2 separate regions of the Rattus norvegicus genome follow, and region 1 is linked to region 2. Evidence: chromatin contacts called from public Hi-C data. All regions are on one chromosome and are shown on one strand. Each heading gives the region's core, a stretch centred on a gene start, on an enhancer-like site or on the middle of the called end of the contact. The rest is flanking DNA. Distances are from core to core; before and after follow the strand shown. Region 1 overlaps Fermt1 (FERM domain containing kindlin 1). Region 2 holds the start of Trmt6 (tRNA methyltransferase 6 non-catalytic subunit).

Evidence for each region. A called contact is a pair of places that touch in the nucleus more often than the background predicts.
Region 1: a Hi-C map of liver shows a contact between it and region 2, with 7 times the contacts expected there. The contact joins the enhancer-like site here to the promoter of Trmt6 in region 2. A contact is called at or near these places in 2 of 12 Hi-C or Micro-C datasets (Schwann cells and liver).

What each region holds. Positions count from the first base shown.
Region 1 is chr3:140,619,745-140,625,856 of GRCr8, forward strand. Fermt1 (FERM domain containing kindlin 1) reads right to left here. Exons shown (of 15, transcript NM_001106515.1): 15 at 4,690-6,112. Among named protein-coding and RNA genes, the nearest start is that of Lrrn4, 19 kb to the left of the region's middle. Within about 2 kb of position 2,152, at least 3 of the 93 cell types and tissues checked have an H3K27ac peak or open chromatin away from gene starts, as enhancers often do. A contact at or near this core is called in liver, where this site is marked.
Region 2 is chr3:140,536,363-140,542,340 of GRCr8, forward strand. Trmt6 (tRNA methyltransferase 6 non-catalytic subunit) reads right to left here and starts at 3,147. Exons shown (of 11, transcript NM_001107779.1): 1 at 2,896-3,147. The coding sequence starts at 3,026. Mcm8 (minichromosome maintenance 8 homologous recombination repair factor) reads left to right here and starts at 3,285. Exons shown (of 19, transcript NM_001106514.1): 1 at 3,285-3,550; 2 at 4,113-4,275; 3 at 4,755-4,838. The coding sequence starts at 4,137.

The sequences.
Region 1 (6,112 bases), core at 902-3,401, 82 kb after region 2:
GCATATGCTAAGCTGCTAGTAACATGGACCTGCTGATTCTTTTCTTAGGATCTTTTTTTTCTTTTTCTTTTTCTTTTTCTTTTCCCTTTGGAGCTGAGGACGGAACCCAGGACCTTGAGCTTGCTAGGCAAGCGCTCTACCACTGAGCTAAATCCCCAACCCCCGATTCTTCTCTATGATGTGCAGTTAGGAGAGCAACTTTAACACACACAGAATACAAATGTGTCAACTTTAGTCTCTCTTCTCTGCCACAAATAGGAGGCAGGGTATGTATGGCTTGCAAATGACATTATACCACATGCCTCTTATTTCCTGCCTTGGTGATTTTGTGTCTGTGACACCCTGTTTTACAGGTCTCATGGAGGGAGCTGTTTAGCAACTGTTTTCCAAACCTTTGCTGGTCATTTGTTTTCCTCATGAGCACATGGCTTCCAGAGTCCACAAAGGGAGGAAAAGGTCAGGACAACATCTCACTCGACTTCCCCAAATGGGGCTTGGTCCCCATGAGAGAGTCACTGCTCTCTGCTGCGACTTGGCATCAACCGCTTATGAGCAACAGGGAGGTTTGGGCCAAGTGTTTGTCACAGATCTCTGGGGTTTGATATTCTTTTCTTTCCTCTTAAGCCCACTGCTGACCCAGACTTGCAAATGAGTGACCCATTGGAAAAGTACACTGATCCTTGGCATCTGAGGAAGAAAATGTGACATTTGGAATCTAATATAAAGTAATTGGAGGTAAAAAATTTCCACGATTTTATGAATTTCATCTAAATATCTTCTGTGAAAATCAACTCAGGTATTACCTGCTGGTGGTTGGGGTCTGAGCTAGGTGTTTTCAGGTGACTATTGCTGTGTTAAGGAACATGACTGGCCTAGTTAGGGTTATGATTGCTGTGATGAAACACTGTGACCGAAAGCAATTTGAGGAGGCAAGGGGCTATTTGACCTAAGCTTCCACATCACTGTTCATCACTGAAGGAAGTTAGGACAGGAACTCAGACAGGGCAGGAACCTGGAGGCAGGAACTGATGCAGAGGCCATGGAAACGTGCTGCTTACTGGCTTGCTCCCCATGACTTGCCCAGCCTGCTTTCTTATAGAACCCAGGACCACCATTCCAGTGATGGCACCACCTACACCAGTAAACCTGATGGCAGTGTTTTTCTCAGTCGAGGTTCCCTCTTAGATGATTCTAGCTTGTGGACATAAAATGCACAACGACCTAAAGTGACTTGGGAGGAATTTCACCTTACAGATGCAGCTCTTCATGAAGGGAAGGCAGGGCAGAAATGAATCCACTGTCAAGGTTGGCAGCCTCAGAGAGGGAAGATACTCAAAGGGCCTGACTATTGTTTGGCATTTCCTTCTGTGGAGTTTAAGACACAGACGTGCTGGTTACTAAGGGACATAGCATGAGCAGTTCTCTGCTTGAATTAGTAGATTTGGATTACGTGAGCCTTTGCGTGTTGCATGTGCCCCTTTACTTAACGTATCTGCTGTACACCACGTCTCCAGCTGTACTTAGGCATGTGATGGTAAAAAGGGGATTCTCTCTAAAAGTTCACTTGGGGACATCGTTTTGATTATTGTTCATGTGCCCCCAAATAGTTCAATCTGGACTGAACTCTGCTGCCTGTACCCAGCCATGACTGGCAATATGTTTGGCTAGAACCTGTTCAAATGTGATGGTCCATGGAGAGGAGAAACTTATTTGGAGAAAGCTGTGCATGCAGCTCAACACAGGTTTGGATCTGTAGGTTTCGAACAGGCTTTCTCCTCCCTCTTCCCCCTCTGTGTGTGTGCCTCTGTCTCTGTCTCTGTCTCTCTCTCTGTGTTTGTGTATGTATCTGTGGGTGTGTGAGAGACAGACACAGAGACAGAGACACAGAGAGACAGAGACAGAGATAGGGAGAGGGAGTGAGAGGGAAGGGGAGATTTGGACAACCAAACTGTCCTCTACATCTCCACAAAGATGCTATCACGAACAACCTGGGATTCCTGGCACAGAAGCTTTGAATTCACACTGAAACATCCAGCGCTGTGCTGAGAGTGTACCGGAGTTCAGAGGAACTGGACTCAAAGCCCTGCTTCCTGCGCACTGGCTTGTGACCTTGACACGCTTCATGACTTCTGTGTACGATTACACTGTGTGCTGGAGCTAGACTCTCTCGGCTGGGTCACCTGATGTCCACATCTCTTTCCAAGCCTGTGTACACTCCTGTCACACTCACAGGAACTGGCGAATCAGCATTCCCCACGGGCACAGAGTTTCTAAACATTTACCAGCACTCCGTTCCTAAATGTGTGCAGTGAGGCCTGTAGCCCATGCCTGAACGAGGAGAGGGGTCGTGGGAGGCATGGAGCACAGGAGACCATCAGCATCACTCCACACCTCTCTCAAAATCAATCTCTCTGCCGAGACCTATGAGCTATATTGTTGAAACTGCCCTTTGGGGAGGTAGCCGCTGGTTTCACTCACTGACTCCTAACTTCGCACAGCTGTTTCACCTCCTGGGATCTCTCTCGCCTTGGGGCATGTCTGACCATGATCCAGCCTGTCTTCTTAGCATGAAATGTAAATGACATAGCCAGAAGAGCTGGAGGTGACAAGGTTGGAGTGGCATTTGCACAGGTCTCCTTCCATGTACCTCACAGAGCCTGGCTGACCCCATGTTGCTTCAGGCCTTGTGTTCCTGACACAAGTGCTGGCTGAGGTCTACACTTTGAGTAGCAAGGCCTCAACTTGAAACCAATGTGGGTCTAATATTTTGTGTCTGGCCCTCAACAGCAATGAGGAAATTCACATTTGATGTGTGTATCTTTGGAGAAAGAAACACTGATTTTACTTTTTTTTAAAAAGTAGCAGTGGTTCTTACAGGTTGGCTTGTTTTCCAGTCCTGGTTCTTTGAGGACAGGCAGAAGCTTGAATGACAGCATAGAGACCTGGTCCCTTCTGTAAGTAGCCCAGCCATCTCCAGAATACCCCACCGTTATAATGCCAGGCTGCCAGGGACAGTGTCCTTGCTCTCTCCTAACAGATGTATGGCCCACTTGGGATCCAGCTAGGAACTGTATTCAAACTAGCTGCCTGGCTGTCAGCATATTGCCTTCCCTGATACAGGCCCTGTGGAGGGCCCCAAGGCCTTTCAGGATGATATATTGTTTGGGTCAGACCACGCAGGCTTTGGTGCCTCCCTTCCCATAAGTCTTCTGCTCCCTCACAAAGGGTGCTGCATCCTCCTCAGGGCCTGTTTTCTCATGTCATGTGATTACAAATGTTTGGGGCACTTAATCTGGTGGCATTAAAGATTGGGTTCCATGTGACTCTGGACTCAGGTCTAGTTTAACAATCAGGTTCCTATTCTTAGCAAGAGGGTTTCCTATGCAAAGAAGTCTGAGAAGTGACCATATACACTGAGGGTTACAATTATGTGGATGTGCTTTGACCTTATGCTTTTATATGCCTAGGTACACACTCTACCAACTGAGATACGTCCTCAGACCAATTAAAACGATTTTTAAATTACTTCAGGGAATAATTACTGTGTAGTACTTTGTCTTCTTAGTCCATTCATTGACTAAAGGACTAGCTTTCAAAAAGACTCCTTATTTCCTTACTGTTTAGGATTCAAAACCCAAATTAAAAACAATAACAGAAACCTTTTAGTGAGGTATTTCTCAGAAGAGGTATTTCTACTGAGACTTCTTTGGTCCACCTCTATCTTACCCATCTAACTCCAGTGCAGCCCGTTTCCCAGGCTGGTGATTCTTCCCTACCAGTATGATCGATCCTGACGTGGGGATGTTGACTTGGTGGCTGGAAATGGTAGCCACTGGGTCAAACTGTACCTGGGAGTGGGGGACGCTGAGTCTCGTTTAGTGGGAGGTGGCTAGTGCCTCAAGACTGTGCAGGGCTGGAGAAGGTCGACAAACTCAGCTTTGGATCCTTTTCCCCAACCGGCTTTCATCCATACAACCTCAGGGAGTTTGACTCCTCAGTAGAATGAGTAGATGAGCTCTTCTTGCCCCCTATGGGCTGATGTGAGAATTGCATGGAGAGATTCCTACACACTGCAGGTTTTTATCTATTAGGGATCATTAACCATTCAATAAAGAGGTGCCCTCAGCACCCAGCTATCAAATGCTGGGGCCTTGGCTCTTCCTTTTTCTCCGGACATAGAGTTATTTGCTTTCTGGTAGTTTCTCAAGATCTAGAAAGGGTTAGGACAGGGCATGTCCTATCAATGAGAGAAGAACTGAAAGCGAAGATTAAGAAAGGGTCTTAGCTGACATTCAGAACTCAAGGTCAAACACTCTCATCGCCTGGAGAAGGATCTGGAATCTTGGTGTGCAGAGGCACATGACAGGCTGGAGTGGCTCTTCCTTCATAGCAGAGAGAACGGTTACCTTTAAACAGACAGCAGGCAGGATAGGACACAACTGGACTGTATTAAAACACATATAAAAATCAAATTTAAAGTCATATAAATAACACAATGCAGTTTTCAGCATCTACGGCAAATAATACAGCAAATGGTGTGTGTGTATGTGTGTGTGTGTGTGTGTGTGTGTGTGTGTGTGTGTGTGTTGGGGGGCAAACAAATTAAAATTTCACCAAGGACAAGTCACCTGGCCATTTGTATCCAAATGTTAATCCCCTCCCCCTAAAAAAAGGACCAAATTTCTCTTTAGAATTGTGGCATTTAACATTTTCTTCTTATACCAATTTATTCCTTTGAGATGTAGCTGTGTCATCACGGGAGAAATGCTACCCAAAACTGCATAATGTCTGCAGCCAACTCCTCCAAGCATTTCATGGAAATGTCAGCCAACCATGAAAAGCTAAGGAGGGACTGACCTGAAGGCCAGGTCTGGGTGAAGGAGGGAAGCTGAATTCTCATGAGCAAAATGTAATCAAGGTGACAAATAATCAAGGAGGTCATCGTGACCAGGATTTCAAACATCTGTCTAGGCTCTAGCATGTAAATATTTTTTTTTGAGAATGGCTCTGATTATGGAGCCCTGGCTGGCCTCAGACTCACAGAGGTCTGCCTGTGTCTGTCTTCTCAGTTCTGGGATTAGAGGCACACACACTGGGTATATGCTATGCCCAGCCTAGTGTGGTATACCTAGGAGTATATTGTACAGTGCCTAGAGCCTAAACAGTAGAGCCCAGAGTGTTTACTGCACATACTTAACATATGTGTCTGCATAAAAACACCCCAAGTTAAGTTCTTTGTGATGGGAACCAAATCTTCCAAATGCTTAAAGTACTTCTGAGCAAAGTTGAGCCCCAGAAATTCAGTGGGAACTTGGAAAGGTTCATGAGTACACACCTCTAGGGATAGGCTAAAAGAAACCTCCAGAAGGTTCTTCTGGCTCAGGTCTGTGGTCTCAAGCCAGGAGTGTCTCTTGATTCCTGGAATTGCAGAACTCCCCCTTCCCAGGTGGCTTGGTTGGGAAACAAAGCAACAGCTGAGGCTTGAAGGTCTCTGGGCTCCATCCAAAACCCTGAAACATGCAGCCTAGGAGAGAGGCAGAGTTCAAGGAAAGCTCTTGTCTTATCTGTGCAGTCTGAGTGTGTGGAAGGAGAAGGCTGTGTCTCAACAGAAGAAAACACCTCCCTTTAGCTCTGAGACTGCAGTCTACCTACTCAAAACCCACTCATTCCTTCCTACTGAAAAACCAGAATATGACATTCAGGCAGCTGTCAAGAGCTTATGTTTGTAGCAGGACAGGGATGATACTGGAAAAAAAAAAAGCCCCAGAGAGTCTGTTACTGCCTGTGATTTACAAAGCTGAAGGTGTTTAGGGAAAATGGCAAGACTCATAGAGGTAGACTCCACCTCCAGAATGCAGCTGAATGGGAAGAAGAACACTTTCTTACAACCCCGACAACCAGGGCTCCGAAAGCAGATCTTCAACATGGTGGACTCTAGAAACAGATCACGGAGTTTAGAAGAAGGCATCAGATCCCTTAAAGCTAGGTACTTGGAACTCAGTTGAGGTCCCCTGCAAGAGCAGCAAGCCCTCTTAACTGCTAAGCTATCTTTCCAGCTCCTTAAAGGTGCTTTTGATTAACAGAGTTCTGGGTCTGTTTTCTTGAGACCAAG
Region 2 (5,978 bases), core at 1,897-4,396:
CATTAGGCTTCCTATCTGAGATCTGTCCCTTATAGCCATTCGAAGAAGCACAGGAAAGAAACCCTTTCCTTTCACAGAAAGCAAGCTAGCACCGGCAGTCTAACAACGGATGTCAGCAATGTGCACCCTTTCATTCTCACAGCAAACCTCAGGCGCCCAGGACAGAGCTCTGAGGCCCAGGGAAACATACTGGTCAAGAGTCAGTTACCTGGTGCGGGGTTCACACTACTCCCAACATGCAGGAGGCAGAGGTGGAAAGATGCCAAACTGCAGGCCAGATTGGCCTTAGGTACAGGTTTGTAGGATGCTACTCTGAATTACAACATTCCCTTCAAATTGAAATATTTCCTCTAGCAAGGAAGAAGTCACTCACCAGCCTCAGGGGACAAGCAAAGGGTCATAGAGAACAAAAACCTAGAAGATTCTTGAGGGTCCCCTATTTAACGAAAATAAAAATGTATAAACAGTTGCTGGGTGCTGTGTGTGTGTGTGTGTGTGTGTGTGTGTGTGTGTGTGTGTGTGTGTAGAAATGACAGTGATCAGTCAGGCTGCTGAGAGAAGTTCAGCTCAGGAGCTACTAGACAGTTTTGGGGTTGTAGATTTCTGGGAGGAGTTACCCATGTTGAATGGGCTTTCTAGTGATGCAGCTACCTATAAATAGCCCCGTGCCCATACTTCTGTTAGTAACTCCAACGAAAACCTCATTGGTTCACCAAACTGCACAGTGCTGCAGTCATTACTTTGGTCTGCTGTAGGTTCCATTTTTGAGGTGAACGTATGTGTGTGTGTAGCGACTCTGGAGAAAAAGTATGTCACGTAACACACAATGACAGCTGTATACATGTTTCTGTGAGGAGCTAAGCTACAGGATTCATACAGGTCTGCAGGTATTTTCTATACCACACAGCACAGTGACACAAAGCTTTGTACCTAGGGAAGTTTCAGAACCCAGCCTACATGTACAGAATTCTAGGACCTGTCCTGTCCTGTCCTGTCCTGTCCTGTCCTGTCCTGTCCTGTCCTGTCCTGGTGAGTTCTCTGTGCCCCGCCTCACTCTTCTCTTCTTCTCATCTTTCCCTTTTAGTTCTATATCCCACCATATCTTTGTATATCATATCCCTTAAAAAAATCATAACTACTTTTACCCTGTGTGTGTGTGATGGACGTGTACGTGTATTTGGGTTCCTCAGTGTGCATATGGAAGTAGGATGAAGTCAGGTACTGGCTCTTGACCTCCATCTTTCTTTGAGACGAGGTCTCGGTTGTTCGCTGCTGCATGTCAGGCTAGTGGCCTCTAACTTCCAGAGCTTCCCGTGTCTACCTCCATCTTGCTGTAGAAATGCTGGGATTACAGATATATACTACCACACCCCATGCTTACGTGGGTAAGAGCTTTACCCTCTGAAGCACCTCCCCTCATTCGTCAAATGTCACTTGAACCACAGGAATGAAGTTTCACGTCCTCCGGAGATGCTCCTGCCTCCCAATTCTTACTCTTTGCTGGATTTCCCAGTAACTAACAACTATTTGTACCCCTTATCCTCTTCCCTTAAGTGTGCTGGTGCTAATGAGACACTGAAGCTGGGTTGACCTATGCCTCTGCCAGCCTCTCTTATGTGCAGAGGTGTGTGTGTGTGTGTGTGTGTGTGTGTGTGTGCAGGGGGGATGCACTTAAGCTGACTGCCCAGAAGCTCAGGCAGGAAACTGTGGGAGGCAATCTGTTAAATAATGGGCTGCATGTTTCCTGGGAGGGAGTAAGAGTTGTAGAGAGCCACGATTGCTTTGGTGATAGGGAGTCTGGCTCGGGATGCAGCTGGGTTCAGCAGATCATTTCGAAATAAAACAAAAATGACTATCATGGCTTTCCTAAGAACAGGGGTAGTAAAAAGAGTTTCCAAATAACTTCTAAAGAGTACTTTTTAGGGAGCTGGAGAAATGATTCAGCACTTGAGAGCACTTACTGCTCTTCCAGAGGATCTGACTTTGGTTCCCAGCACGCCGTATGTTCCCCAATTGGTTTTAACTCTAATTCCAGGAAATACAAAACATTTGGCCTCTGAGGGCACCGGAATTCATGTACTTATGCATGCATGCACACAATTTAAAACAATACTAGTTTTTTTGTTTTTTGTGAATCAGGATTTCTCTGTGCAGTCAAACAAACCAAATAAAATATGTCTCATTGGTAATAAAAAGGATCATCTAATAAAGCACGTTATAAGGACATTCAAATAGCTGTATCAGGACATGAAGCAAGCTGGGGGTGGTGTCGTAGACCCGTAATCTCACCACTTGGGAGGCAGAGTGTTTGCCTTAGCTGACCATTAGCAAGCACGGATATGTACTCTGGGCTCCCGCTGGCCGTGCACACTGTAGAAAGTTCTCTTTCCTTACAGTAGACAGAAGATTGCCTACCTGCAAGCCAGACTAGGTGTAAGAAATCTTTCTCTCTCATCTCCTTTCTCTCTTACGGAGGAAGTTGAATTTATGGGGAAAATGGGGAGCTGGGAGGAGTCAGACATAATGAAGAGATCTGAATGTGAAAGGTTGGATAAGTTCCGAAAGAATAGTGAGGACTCCCAAAAACCTTCGGGAAAGCACCCTCCAAGGTGGGAGTATCAAGAATGGAATTCTTGGGAAGAGAATCTGGTGCAGAGGGTAGAAAGTTGGGGAATGAAAAGTAGAAGTGAGTGCCGTAGGATGAGAACGGTGCAAAGGAGATCCCATAGTCAAGGATGCGAAAGGATCCCAGTGGGAAGGCCTCTGTGATAGGGAGACCTGAGTGGTAGCAATAAAGGCTGGGGAGCGGGATTCAAAGAGTCAAGAATGGGACACCGGAGGGAGTGATTAGCTGGGTGGTGGTGCGCGCTGCCCAAGGCCAGCAACCAGACTCACTTTCTCCGCTGGACTTGCACTGCTTTGAACACATCTTCTCGTTTCAGTACCACGAAGTCGCCGTCATGGATGCAGTGGTCCCCGAGATGCGGGGGCTGTGGGCTCGGCTGCTCCGCTGCTGACAACTCCATGGACGCCAGGCAGTCTTCAACCTCCGTTCTTGCTACAGCCGCTAGGAGCCCAGCACAACCAGGAGGGACCTGCGTCTCCTCGGGAACCGCCTCCACGTGCTGCACGCCGCTTCCGCTTTCCGGTTCCGACCTCGGGACGGTTTCCGGGAGCCTGGCGACTTCCGTTTATCTGACTCTTTGATTGGCTACACTTTGTCCCGCCTCCCAGGCGCGTGGCTTCCTTAAACAGAAGCGCGTCATAGGCGCGCCAAAAAAGAACTTCGAGCGAGGTCGGAGTTTACCCTGTGGTGTTGTGCCGGGCCTTCGCCGCCCTGCGTCTCGCCTCGGGCGACTCCGAAGACGGAATGTCTGCGTAACCCTGCGTGGGACTGCGTACCGCCTATGGCTCTGTGGCTGGCTGGGAGACTCGGGGGACTCCTGAAAGTAGGACGCGAGAAAAACGCGGCGAGAATGAAGTCAGGGATTGCGGGGGGCTTTTCTCAGGCTGCTTCCCTATGTAGTTGTTGGAAGTGCCTCCGTTCTCAGTATGTTATCCTATTGGATCGATGTGGAACGTAGTGTTGCGATGGAATGTCTCATCCTGAAGACGTATCTCAGTGCTATTGCAAGCAACCTTAATTTTTATTAGCTTGCATACTTGCGGACCTTTTATTAATTGAATCATCGGAAGGTTAGAACAGGCTCTCCTAACGAATTGCACCAGTGTATGAATATCAGTAGTTTGTAACTATGGGATAGGAATTTCTAAGTGGAATTATTTTCTTTAGAACAGTTTTAGGACAGCTTGCCACAGAAAGTAATACAACGAAGATTGAGCTATGATGTTTCCCTAGTAACTCGTACTGCAAACAGGTTCAAGTTACCTTGATTACTTTCTTGGTGGTTCATTGAAAACTGGTGCTGAATAAACGTCTGTGGTGTACCTTAATTGCGATGGCATTTAAAAGAATTAAGAGCACAACACATAAGGTTTATACTGTAGTATGGAACTTTGCAGACTTATGTGCTAGTCTTAAGCACAGTACAGTAATTTCCCCCTCTTTACACTGTTAATACATTTTTTTTTGTTGTTAATACATTTCTTAGAAGTGCTGTTGACTCTCAGAAGACATGAGTGGTGCATACAGAGGCAGAGGTTTTGGACGAGGACGATTCCAAAACTGGAAAAGAGGAAGAGGTGGTGGGAACTTCTCAGGAAGGTGGAGAGACAGAACTGACCTGAGTAAAGCTGCAGGAAATCATGCTTCTGGTAAATGCAGTCAGGGATCAATTTGTTTTCTCTCAGGAAAGAAACTACTCAAGGGCCGTAGATGGCTGAGTAGGTAAGGGGAGGACCCTCTGTTAGGTCCCTAGAACCCATATGATGGAAGGGGAGAACTGAATCCACAAGCTGCCCTCTGTCTTCCACATAGGCACTATGGCATGTTTGGTCCCACAAGTGGGCACAGGCAACACAATGTAAAAAAATAAATAAATAAATAAAAATAAAACACACACACACACACACACACACACACACACACACACACATATCCCTACTACTAATCATGCCTAGTAGACAGCAGGACAGTTTAACTCAAACTTAAAGTTTGAAAGTTAACATTTATAATTCTTGTTGAAACATCTAACTTAGAGTCTATTAATAGACTCTTGTAAAAGGAGAAACTAGTTGTCGGGAAGACAGAATGATGCTTTGTCTTTTACTAACATCGTAGTTTACTTCCTCAGAACAAGCCTCACAACCTTTACTTCAACAGTCAACATTGGATCAGTTTATACCGTATAAGGGCTGGAAGCTTTACTTCTCTGAAGGTAAGAGTTAAAGAACCACGAGTTGTCTGTTCCTCTTTGGATACTACAATTCATGTTCCCTTGGTTCACTTGACTTTCTGCTACATGCCTTTCGCACTTCCAAACATTTGTTTGGATGTTGGTACTATATAATGTATCAGGAAAACAGGAACTGATGAATGTTATACAAGGAATTAGACATATATATGTGGAAGACTCAACATATATATGTGGAAGAGCAATCTGATTCCTGTGACTGAGGGAGAACAAATCATAAATGCCAAAGTTATCAGAAGTTGGGACCTCAAAAGCGGAGGTCCAGCAACAGTGTCATTTCATTGCTGGGTGCCTTCCAAAGCTGTGCTTTATCACTCTGAAGGCATCCTACTTTGTGGTGAGACCATGGATGAATGAAGCTGATTGACCCTAGTAACTGAGGATGGATCAGATGTTCTGGAGGCTAGAACTATAGCTGTTCTGTGCAGTAGCAGAGATGCTGCAGAACAAGGGGCCGGGGAAATGGCTCAGAAGTTAAGCATGCTTGCTGTTCTAGAGAGCCTGAGCTTGCTTCCAAAAGGAAGCTCACTGTGAAACTGGTTTTGACCTCTGTATGCATGGCCTCCTCCCACACCTCTCTCTCCATACACACTTAAAATTAAATTAAAAAAGAATGAAAATAAGGGTAGTTTCTTGCCACCTTCCAGACCTTCCAGTGTCTCCAATTGACTGAACCTACGAACTTGGACAAAGACAGCATTCAGACAGCAGGAAATAGAGTAATAGGCTTCTTACCAAGAATTAAAAGGCTCTTGATGTTTATAAAGTATGGAGATGTTGTCTTATGGTCTCTACATGTTTATCATATCTCTTATGAGGTGTGGTTTTGTTCTTGCTTTTATTTGTAGCTGTGGGTTTCTCTCCAGTATACTGCAGTGCTTGTAGTCAAGGGTCCTGTCTTGTGATAGACTTTCAGTGTTCATTCTGTGAATTAATTCTTTTCACTCACTATTAATTTGATAGCTGTGTTTCATAGAAGATCCTTTGTTCCTTTGGGATACATTAGCCACCAACATTTTCATCATCCCCTTTAGTAGCTAGCTCAGACCACTGTAAAGTGATTTTTTTAGATTACTAAAGGTGGAATTCAAGGGATACCTTGCT